Regions from separate parts of the Sus scrofa genome. Here region 1 is linked to region 2. Evidence: chromatin contacts called from public promoter capture Hi-C data. All regions are on one chromosome and are shown on one strand. Each heading gives the region's core, a stretch centred on a gene start, on an enhancer-like site or on the middle of the called end of the contact. The rest is flanking DNA. Distances are from core to core; before and after follow the strand shown.

Region 1 (4,158 bases), core at 906-3,405, 130 kb before region 2:
ACACAATTTTGTTAGAGGGTAATATATAAAATATTCACATGTAACAATAGGGTGTGAATATTTAAAGTATATTTCAGAGTAATATTTGACATGGAAAATATTCATGGTGTTATTCTAAATGAAAGAAACATAAATAATACTGTTCATATAATTTAAATTATATATATATAATATGTATACAGTGAATAATAGAAAACCGTATTAACAATGTTTGCCTTTGGCCATATGTTTTCAAATTTCATGTTTTATGATACTTAAGAAAACTTGATGTCAAAATCTCTCATTATATAGATGCCACTTTACTCATACAATGAACCAGACTATTGAAACTTTAATCTGTAGGTCTAATATTTCCAAATGTCTAAATATAAAAAATATATAAATAAGATAATTAACAAAATTCTGGGATTCTAAATCTGCTTTAGCTGAAAATCTGTGTGATACTGAAATCATTTCCTTTAATAGTAATGTAAATTTAGTAAAGTAGATATTGTTCTCAAAAAGAAATTAGTGGAGTTCCCATTGTGGTGCAGTGGAAACGAATCCAACTAGTATCCATGAGGATGGGGTTTCGATCCCTGGCCTTGCTCAGTGGGTTAAGGATCTGGCATGCCATGAGCTGTGGTGTAGGTTTCCAACATGGCTGGGATCTGGCATTGCTGTGGCTGTGGCGTAGGCCAGCAGCTACTGCTCTGATTAGATACCTAGCCTGAGAATCTCCATATGCCACAGGTGTAGCCCAAAAAAGCAAAATAAATAAATAAATAAATAAATAAATAAATAAATAAATAAAGTTGGTAAAGATGTATTAGGATTAAAGTGTAAAGGTAAGAATCCATTGCCTCTTAACAAATTATATGCTGTCCCAAATTATATATTTTCCCTATTAAATGTGGATATCAGAAATTTGGCAACAATCATGGTAAAAAATTATTTAACACTCAAAACAGATAGTGCTTTCAAAACATCATTCTTCAATAAAAGGAGGCATATTACTAGTGAAATAACTAATTTCAAGCTGAAGTGGGAAATCCACAAGATGAATATAGGATAATTTGCTAAGGCAGAAAGAAAAAAGTACTTAAAAATGATGGATTAATATCTTTATAGCAGAAATAATATGGAGACACCACCTTAACCATTGATTCACAAGAACATCACCAATACTGGAAAAAATTAACATTATCTGTGTGTTAGTGGAAGGCTTTAAGAGGGACACTTTTTTTTTTCTGCCAAAAATTTTAATCTGAACTAAAACATGGACAATCAATGGAGAACCCCAATTGAGAGATAATACACATACAGAAAAATAAAACTCATACTCTTCAAAAATACCAGTGTTGGGAGCTCCCATTGTGGCCCAGCAGAAACGAATCCAAGTAGGAGCCATGAGGTTGCAGGTTCAATCCCTGGCCTCACTCAGTAGGTTAAGGATCCTGTGTTGCCATCAGCTGTGGTGTAGGTTGCAGACGTGGCTCAGATCCTCCGTTGCTGTGGCTGTGGCTGTGGCATAGGCCAGCAGCTGTATCTCCGATTAGATGCCTGGCCTGGGAACCTCCACATGCCATGGGTGTGGCCCTAAAAAAGCAAAAAACCAAAAACAAAAACCAGTTTCAAGGCAAGAAAGGCTAACTCTTTAGAATAGAGAAAATGAGTATTATATGTGATATTGAATTTAAGCCTTAGACGACATGAGCAGAAAATCCTGTATATAGTTAATCAATGTTAATGTTACATTTCCTGATTTTGGTAATTATATTGAGAACAGATTAGTGAATATTCCTGTTACTGGGTGAAAATCAAAAATGTTTAGGAATAAATTGTCAATATGTGAATGTGGTTGCATTTTACTTACATGTGGTCTACAGAAAACTAATACTATGTACGTAGAAAAGAAATGACAAGGCCAACGTGAAAAAAAAATTGATAAAATGTGTATACTAGTATTGTTTATGATTCTTGATACTTATCTGAAAATTTGAATTACTTCGAAGTAAAAAGTAAAAAAAAAAAAATGTAAACATTGGAGAAAATAATCGGTGAAGTAGAAACAAGCTCCCTCTGAAATCACTTCCGATAAATAATTCCAATTTTCACTGCTATGCATACCTGACTTTCCATCACACTTCGGTCCTTTACAGACAGCCTATCATTAGCAATGGAGGGCAACAAATCCTGGATCGCAGAATTCATCCTGGTGGGATTCCAGCTCACTGAAGAGATGGAATTGCTCCTCTTTGGTATCTTCTCCCTGTTATATATTTTCAACCTACTGGCAAATGGCATTATCTTGGGACTCATTTGCCTTGACCCTAGACTGCACTCCCCCATGTACTACTTCCTATCTCACCTAGCCATTATTGACATGTCCTATGCTTCCAGCAATTTGCCCAATTTGCTGGCAAACCTACTGAATCACAAAAAAACTATCTCCTTTATCTTATGTACTTTGCAGATGATATTTAATTTGAGTTTTGCTTCTATAGAGTGCCTGATTTTGGTGGTGATGTCCTATGACAGGTATGTGGCTATCTGCCATCCCCTCCAGTACACTGTCATCATGAACTGGAGACTGTGCACAGTCCTGGCCATCACTTCCTGGGCATGTGGGTTTTCCCTGGCTCTAGTCCAAGTAATTCTCCTGTTAAGATTGTCTTTCTGTGGGCCCCAGCAAGTGAACCACTTCTTCTGTGAAATCCGATCTGTTCTCAAATTAGCCTGTGGTAATACTTGGATCAATGAAATTTTCCTCTTCGCTGATGGTGTGTTCATCTTAGTTGGGCCCCTTTCCCTGATGCTGGTCTCCTATGTGCACATCCTCTGGGCCATCCTGAAGATCCAGTCAAAGGAGGGCCGCAAGAAAGCCTTTTCCACCTGTTCTTCCCACCTCTGTGTGGTTGGGTTCTACTTTGGCATAGCCATGATGGTTTACTTGGTCCCGGACAATAATCAACGAGAGGAGCAGCAGAAAATCCTTTTCCTATTTTACACCCTTTTCAACCCATTGCTAAACCCCCTTGTCTACAGTCTAAGGAATGCTCAAGTGAAGTCTGCCTTCCACAGAGTATTGCAGAAAAAGAGGACAAGGTAAATTTTTGGTGCAGTGGAGTTTTCTCTTTAGGAGTTGTGATTGCTGGTGAAAAAAAAAAGTCTCAAGAAAATTCCCCAAGAAGAAGTATGTTTTAATGATGAGCATTACTCATGAGTAACATCAGCAGGATGACAGAATAGGAACCCCTAAGAAACCATTCCTCAGCTGTGACAGCAATATATAGACTAGTACTCTTTGTAAGAACAACGGAAGTGAGATAATAGGTTGAAGTATCCCAGACAAATACAAATCCAAGAAGAAATACAGTGTTTAGGCAATTTTATGGCACTTTTAACCTGCTGGAACTACTGGCTTATCATGTCAGGATCAGGAGAAAATTCCCAACTCCCAACACTCCCTTAAGAGGTAAAGAGAATAATAGACCATGCATACTACTTTCTGCCTTTTCAAGGAGTTCCCTGAGGGTTTGTTATATGTATTGCCTGACTCAGAGCACTCGTGGGAATGGCACTTTGGACTCCTCGTTGGGGCCTCTGAGAAACATGGCAAGCAGCCAACTTTTTACTGCAGTATAGAGATTGTAGCATTTCATACAAACACCAGGGGGAGCAAGTCTCTTCAGAAAAAAATTAGGAAAACCTCTTTAACTGCGAAAATGTATGTACCAACTCAGAGAAGCTGCATCCCCAGACAGGGTCAGGGAGGTCCCCAGAGTCTCTAGGAAAGGCTAACTGCTGAAGGTCTGCTCCTTCACAAAGTCAGACAATGAAGACTGGAAGAGATAGCACTTTTTCCAAAAGCCTCAATCTCAGTTAAAGTTCACAAGGTATACAATGAAACAGGGAAAACATGCACCAGTTGAAGGAACAAAATAAATCTCAAGAAACTACTCATAAGGAGACATATTTATGAATTACCAGGCAATAATCCTATATAATAATTATAATGATATTCAATAATCTAAAAGAATACAGATAACAAAATGAGGAAAGTGATACCTGAAAAAAATGAAAATATCAGAGATGAAAACTATTAAAAAATAGAAATTCTGTAACTGAATTGAAAAAGTGATTAGAGGGGCTCAAAAGAGCAGAAATAAGGAACTA
Region 2 (4,363 bases), core at 745-3,244:
TATTTCTATAAAGCTAGATTTTTATTAGTAGTATGTGATATATTAATATGTATATATTATGTGTAAACTAACAACTGAATCTTCTTAAGAGTAATAACAATAATTATAATCCAGATTTTTTGTTCACACTAGTATTTGAACACTGGCCATATGGCTCAAACAGAGCCATAGCCAACCTTATATTTTCTAGGCAAATTCTTCCTTACTTTCCCAGAGAGGAAAAAAAAAACAACTTTTGTATGATACACATGCAAAAAGTATTTTTAGTTGAATGACTGCTTCTTTGCTTAAAGTTGCTCAGGCTTTTGGAGCACCTGTAGAGCTGACTTCTGTAAGACTAAAATTATCATTAGATATTTAATATATATTGGTTTAATCTGGTTATTCTCACCTAATCTGAGAAATTAAGAGACGATTGGCTTCTACTTGTCTTTAGGACCTTGGTCTTAAAAAAAAAACAAAAAAAACACAATTAAAGCTTAGATATGAGTAATCTTTCCTCAGTTGAATTACTATATTTTCTATAGTTTGGGTTTTTCAAAGTTGGGTATAGGTCTACCTACTGTCCCTTCCTTCTTCAGATTTCCAGAATTTAACTCACTGTTCTTTGATCCTGATTGGCATCATTTTGTTACAAACATAGCAATTTCTTCTGAGAGATTGTGCAAACCACTATTACCCAACACTTTTTGGACATACTGCCTTTGAGGCATATGAATATACAGTCTTTTTTTTTTTTTTTTTTTTTTGGTTTTTTAGGTAAAACCGTGCACAGGGATAGTGTCGTCAGGAGACATCAATGACAGTCCTATTTATTGTTCCTTTTCTGAATTATGACAAGCTTGGAGCTTAAACTCCTATAAACATATGCAGAATCACTTTCTCTGTGAGTTTGTCCACACTGAATTTCCGTCTGTCACTTTCATCTACTCACATAGCCCAGAAAGCCATTCTTTAAAGCTTATTTTCACCACCAACTGTTCACTTAGCGTTAATTGTAATCTTGACATTTTTTTTTTTTTTTTTTTTTTGTGCACCACTTTCTCTGCCATGGTCATTTATAATGACTTTAATAAGATTAGCTTACATGTTAGTATCTGGAAGGCTCACGGTTTAAGATATGTTTCTTCTCCATAGTTTTATTTTCTCCTAAACAACTTCTATAGCCACAACACAAGGTAAAATGGATTTTGGCGGAGTGGGTTAAGGATGGGACGTTGTCACTGCAGTCACTGCAGTAGCTCGGGTTGCTGCTGTGGCTCGGGTTCAGTCCCTGGCCAGGAAACTTCCACATCCCATGGGCTTAGCCAAAAAAAAAAAAAAGTCTTTGAAAATATAAAGAAATTACATTCACTGGCTTCCCTTCTTTTCATACACATATTTATTTCCCTCTAATAAAGCCAGTTTCCTTTTGGACCCCATGTTGTGCTTTTATGTATTTAGTGATGCTGTCCTTGATCATAACATTTTCTTGACAACAAAGTCAAATTAGAAATGCAGTATTTTGGGGTTTTTTTAATTGTATTTTATTTTATTTTTTAATTATTATTACTTTTGAATAGTTATTTCACCAATACAATTTTTTTTCTACTGTACAGCATGGTGACCCAGTTACACATATACATACACATTCTATTTTTGCACTTTATCATGCTCCGTCATAAGTGACTAGACATAGTTCCCAGTGCTACACAGCGGGATCTCATTGCTAATCCACTCCAAAGCAATAGTTTGTATCTATTAACCCCAAGCTCCCCAACCACCCCACTCCCTCCCCCTCCCCCTTGGCAACCACAAGTCTATTCCACAAGCCCATGGAGAAATGCAGTGTTTTGATAGAGCAGACCTTTATAGACCCAATCATGCCTCACCCACCCACCCTGAGACACATCACTGAGACTTGTGCATGTTCATACATGGTCTTCCAAGCCTCTATTTAAATATGTTTTGGTGGTGGTGACCTGGCCCTGTCACTGACACAGTCCAGTTACCTTAGAGCCACATTTGCTATAAACATGACTCAGGCGCTGCATGATTACAGCAGCTGGAAGCCTGTTGTTCAATGTAATCTTCTAACTCTGAAATCAGGTGTGCCAAGGGGCCAAAGGTAACAAGCAAATGAGCTAAGGAGAAACAGATGCCAAACTGAGGCACAATTCAAATAGAACATTCTCTATACTGAATAGCTTTGGACCCATTTCTTCCAACCCACCCATTTTAAATGACACCCACAAAGGGGAAATTTCTCCAGCCTCTTCCCTGGAAGAGGATGAAGCATAGAATCCCTTCAGCCATCACAAAAGCCAGGCCGTGGCACAGAGGAGCCTCAGGGAGCGCAGGTGAGTGGAAGGGGGCGTTTATTCCTTCTGGGTGGGTGAACAGGACTCTTGTGAAGGAAAGGAGCTGGGTTGGTGTGCCCATAAACCTTTTCCCTCAACTCAGAGGGAGTGACTACTGATCCCAGCTGCTTGATGCATGAGTCACGGTCCCAGAGGGCAGAGCTTGCTCCAGGGAGGGGCCTGAGTCTGGCCCAAGGAGTTCCAGAAGCAGCAATGGGCAGACAATTTTCCTGGCAGTTTACCTGAGCGATTCAGAGAGGCACTTATCTCTGAACAATGCCGATGGAAAGCCAGACGTAGAGCCAGAGCTGGGTCACTTTATTGCACCAAGTGAGATAGAGGTTCTGAATTGGCTCCCAGGCCACAGGGCTCCAGGATGCCAGGGAAGAAGGTCAGACTCTTCTGGAAAAGGGGCTGTGGACCACAGGCCATGGGAGACTGTGAGCAGACCTGCTGGGTAGAGTCCACAAGCCCAGCAAGAGACTTCAGCCATCACAGAAGCGTCTCAGGGAGAAAAGGAAAATGGAAAAGGCAATGAGATGTCCCTGGCAGCTCAGTAGGTTAAGGATCCAGCCATTGTCACATTGTCACTGCCGCGGTGTGGGTTCCACCCCTGGCCTGGAAACTTCCGCGTGCCATGGGTATGGCCAAAAGAGAGACAGAGAGGGAAGAGAGGCAGTGAAAAGAGGAACCCTTGGATGGACTCATCCAGCCAGTTCTAGAAGCTTTCTTATTGAGATCAACTTGTAGGGATGAGAAAATCATCGACTGTGGGAGTTGAAAAATCCTGGGAGCTCTTTGTGTCTAACCCCTCACTTGTCCCACTGGAGCCCGGCAAGGGGAGATGATTTGCCAGTGAGTTGTAAACAACAAATTAGAATAACCTGCTGTTTACCTCTCGGATTTAAGCACATGATCTGCTGAGCTGATATCCTCACCGCAGGTTGAGTGTGCCTTGCCATAAAATGCAAAGACCTAGTAAACAGAATGTACAGGGAGATTATTTTTTGAGAAAGTGATTGGAGCTGGTGGCTAGACATGTGGAATGGTTAAGAAGCAAATACTAGTGGTGGAATTGAGCTTGGCCAGGCAACAGAATGAAAAGACAGATAAGGCATGGTTTTCGCAGCCATCCGTCATCCTTACACGGCAGGGCCTTAAAGAACGGGGGCATCTCAGGAGTGTGTGTGTGTGAAGAGGTGGCTGTGGGGAGGAAAGGACAGGAGGATCCTTGATAGAAGATGGAATTTATGCAGATACCAGACTTCCTCCACAAAATAATATTGGCATTCATAAATAAAAGTGGGGGAAAGGTGAGGGAGGCGTTTTCTAGTTGAACAGCAAAAAGAAAGAAAAAAAAATTGTTTTCAAACATTTGACAGTAGTCCTTCAAATTGGTTCTGGGGACACATTTTTAGTTCATCAGGTATGAAAAGGTACTTGTTTTCATTGATTTAAATAATTAAGAGTTAGAAGACCTAACAGAAAAGTCAAACCAAAATGAATAATGGGCAAGAAGGTAAAACAAAGAAGTGGGCAGAAGTTCTCATTGTGGCTCAGCAGTCTGAGGACCCTAAGATGTCTCCATGAGGATATGGGTTTGATCCCTGACCCTTCTCAGTGGGTTGCCGTGAACTATGGTGTAAGTCACAGATGCAGCTTGGATCCTGCCTGGCTGCGGCTATGCCTGTGGTGTAGGTTAGCTGCAGCTCTGATTTGACCCCTCACCTGGGAACTTCCATATGCCACAGGTGTGGCCCTAAAAATAAAAAAAAAAGTGGGCAAATTGGAGTGCTTGGGAGGATCCAATTGTTGTTGTCGTTGTTGACTGTGGCTCAGAAGGGGCCTCTGAACAGAGGTGTGGATTGGGGCAAGGGTACCAAGCTGGAGAGAAGGACACATTAGATAGAAGTAGTTGGAAGGAATGACGGGAAGCAGCAGTGTGGCGAAGGTATACCAGAAGGGACCACGGAATCTCTGTGGGTGGATATTCCATTCCTAGACAATAATACTGTGCATGCAGG

What was found. Promoter capture Hi-C pulls out the DNA fragments that hold promoters and counts their contacts.
Region 1: a promoter capture Hi-C map of liver shows a contact between it and region 2, with 7 times the contacts expected there. The contact joins the promoter of LOC100511653 here to the enhancer-like site in region 2. A contact is called at or near these places in 1 of 5 promoter capture datasets (liver) and 8 of 47 Hi-C or Micro-C datasets (embryonic fibroblasts, epiblast stem cells, liver and 3 more).

The regions. Positions count from the first base shown.
Region 1 is chr9:113,487,878-113,492,035 of Sscrofa11.1, reverse strand. LOC100511653 (olfactory receptor 2A2-like) reads left to right here and starts at 2,155. Exons shown (of 1, transcript XM_013977867.2): 1 at 2,155-3,644. The coding sequence starts at 2,159. The coding sequence ends at 3,091.
Region 2 is chr9:113,361,907-113,366,269 of Sscrofa11.1, reverse strand. It overlaps ARHGEF5 (rho guanine nucleotide exchange factor 5), which reads left to right. Exons shown (of 16, transcript XR_002335920.1): 16 at 760-1,421. Among named protein-coding and RNA genes, the nearest start is that of NOBOX, 16 kb to the right of the region's middle. Within about 2 kb of position 1,994, at least 18 of the 83 cell types and tissues checked have an H3K27ac peak or open chromatin away from gene starts, as enhancers often do. A contact at or near this core is called in liver, where this site is marked.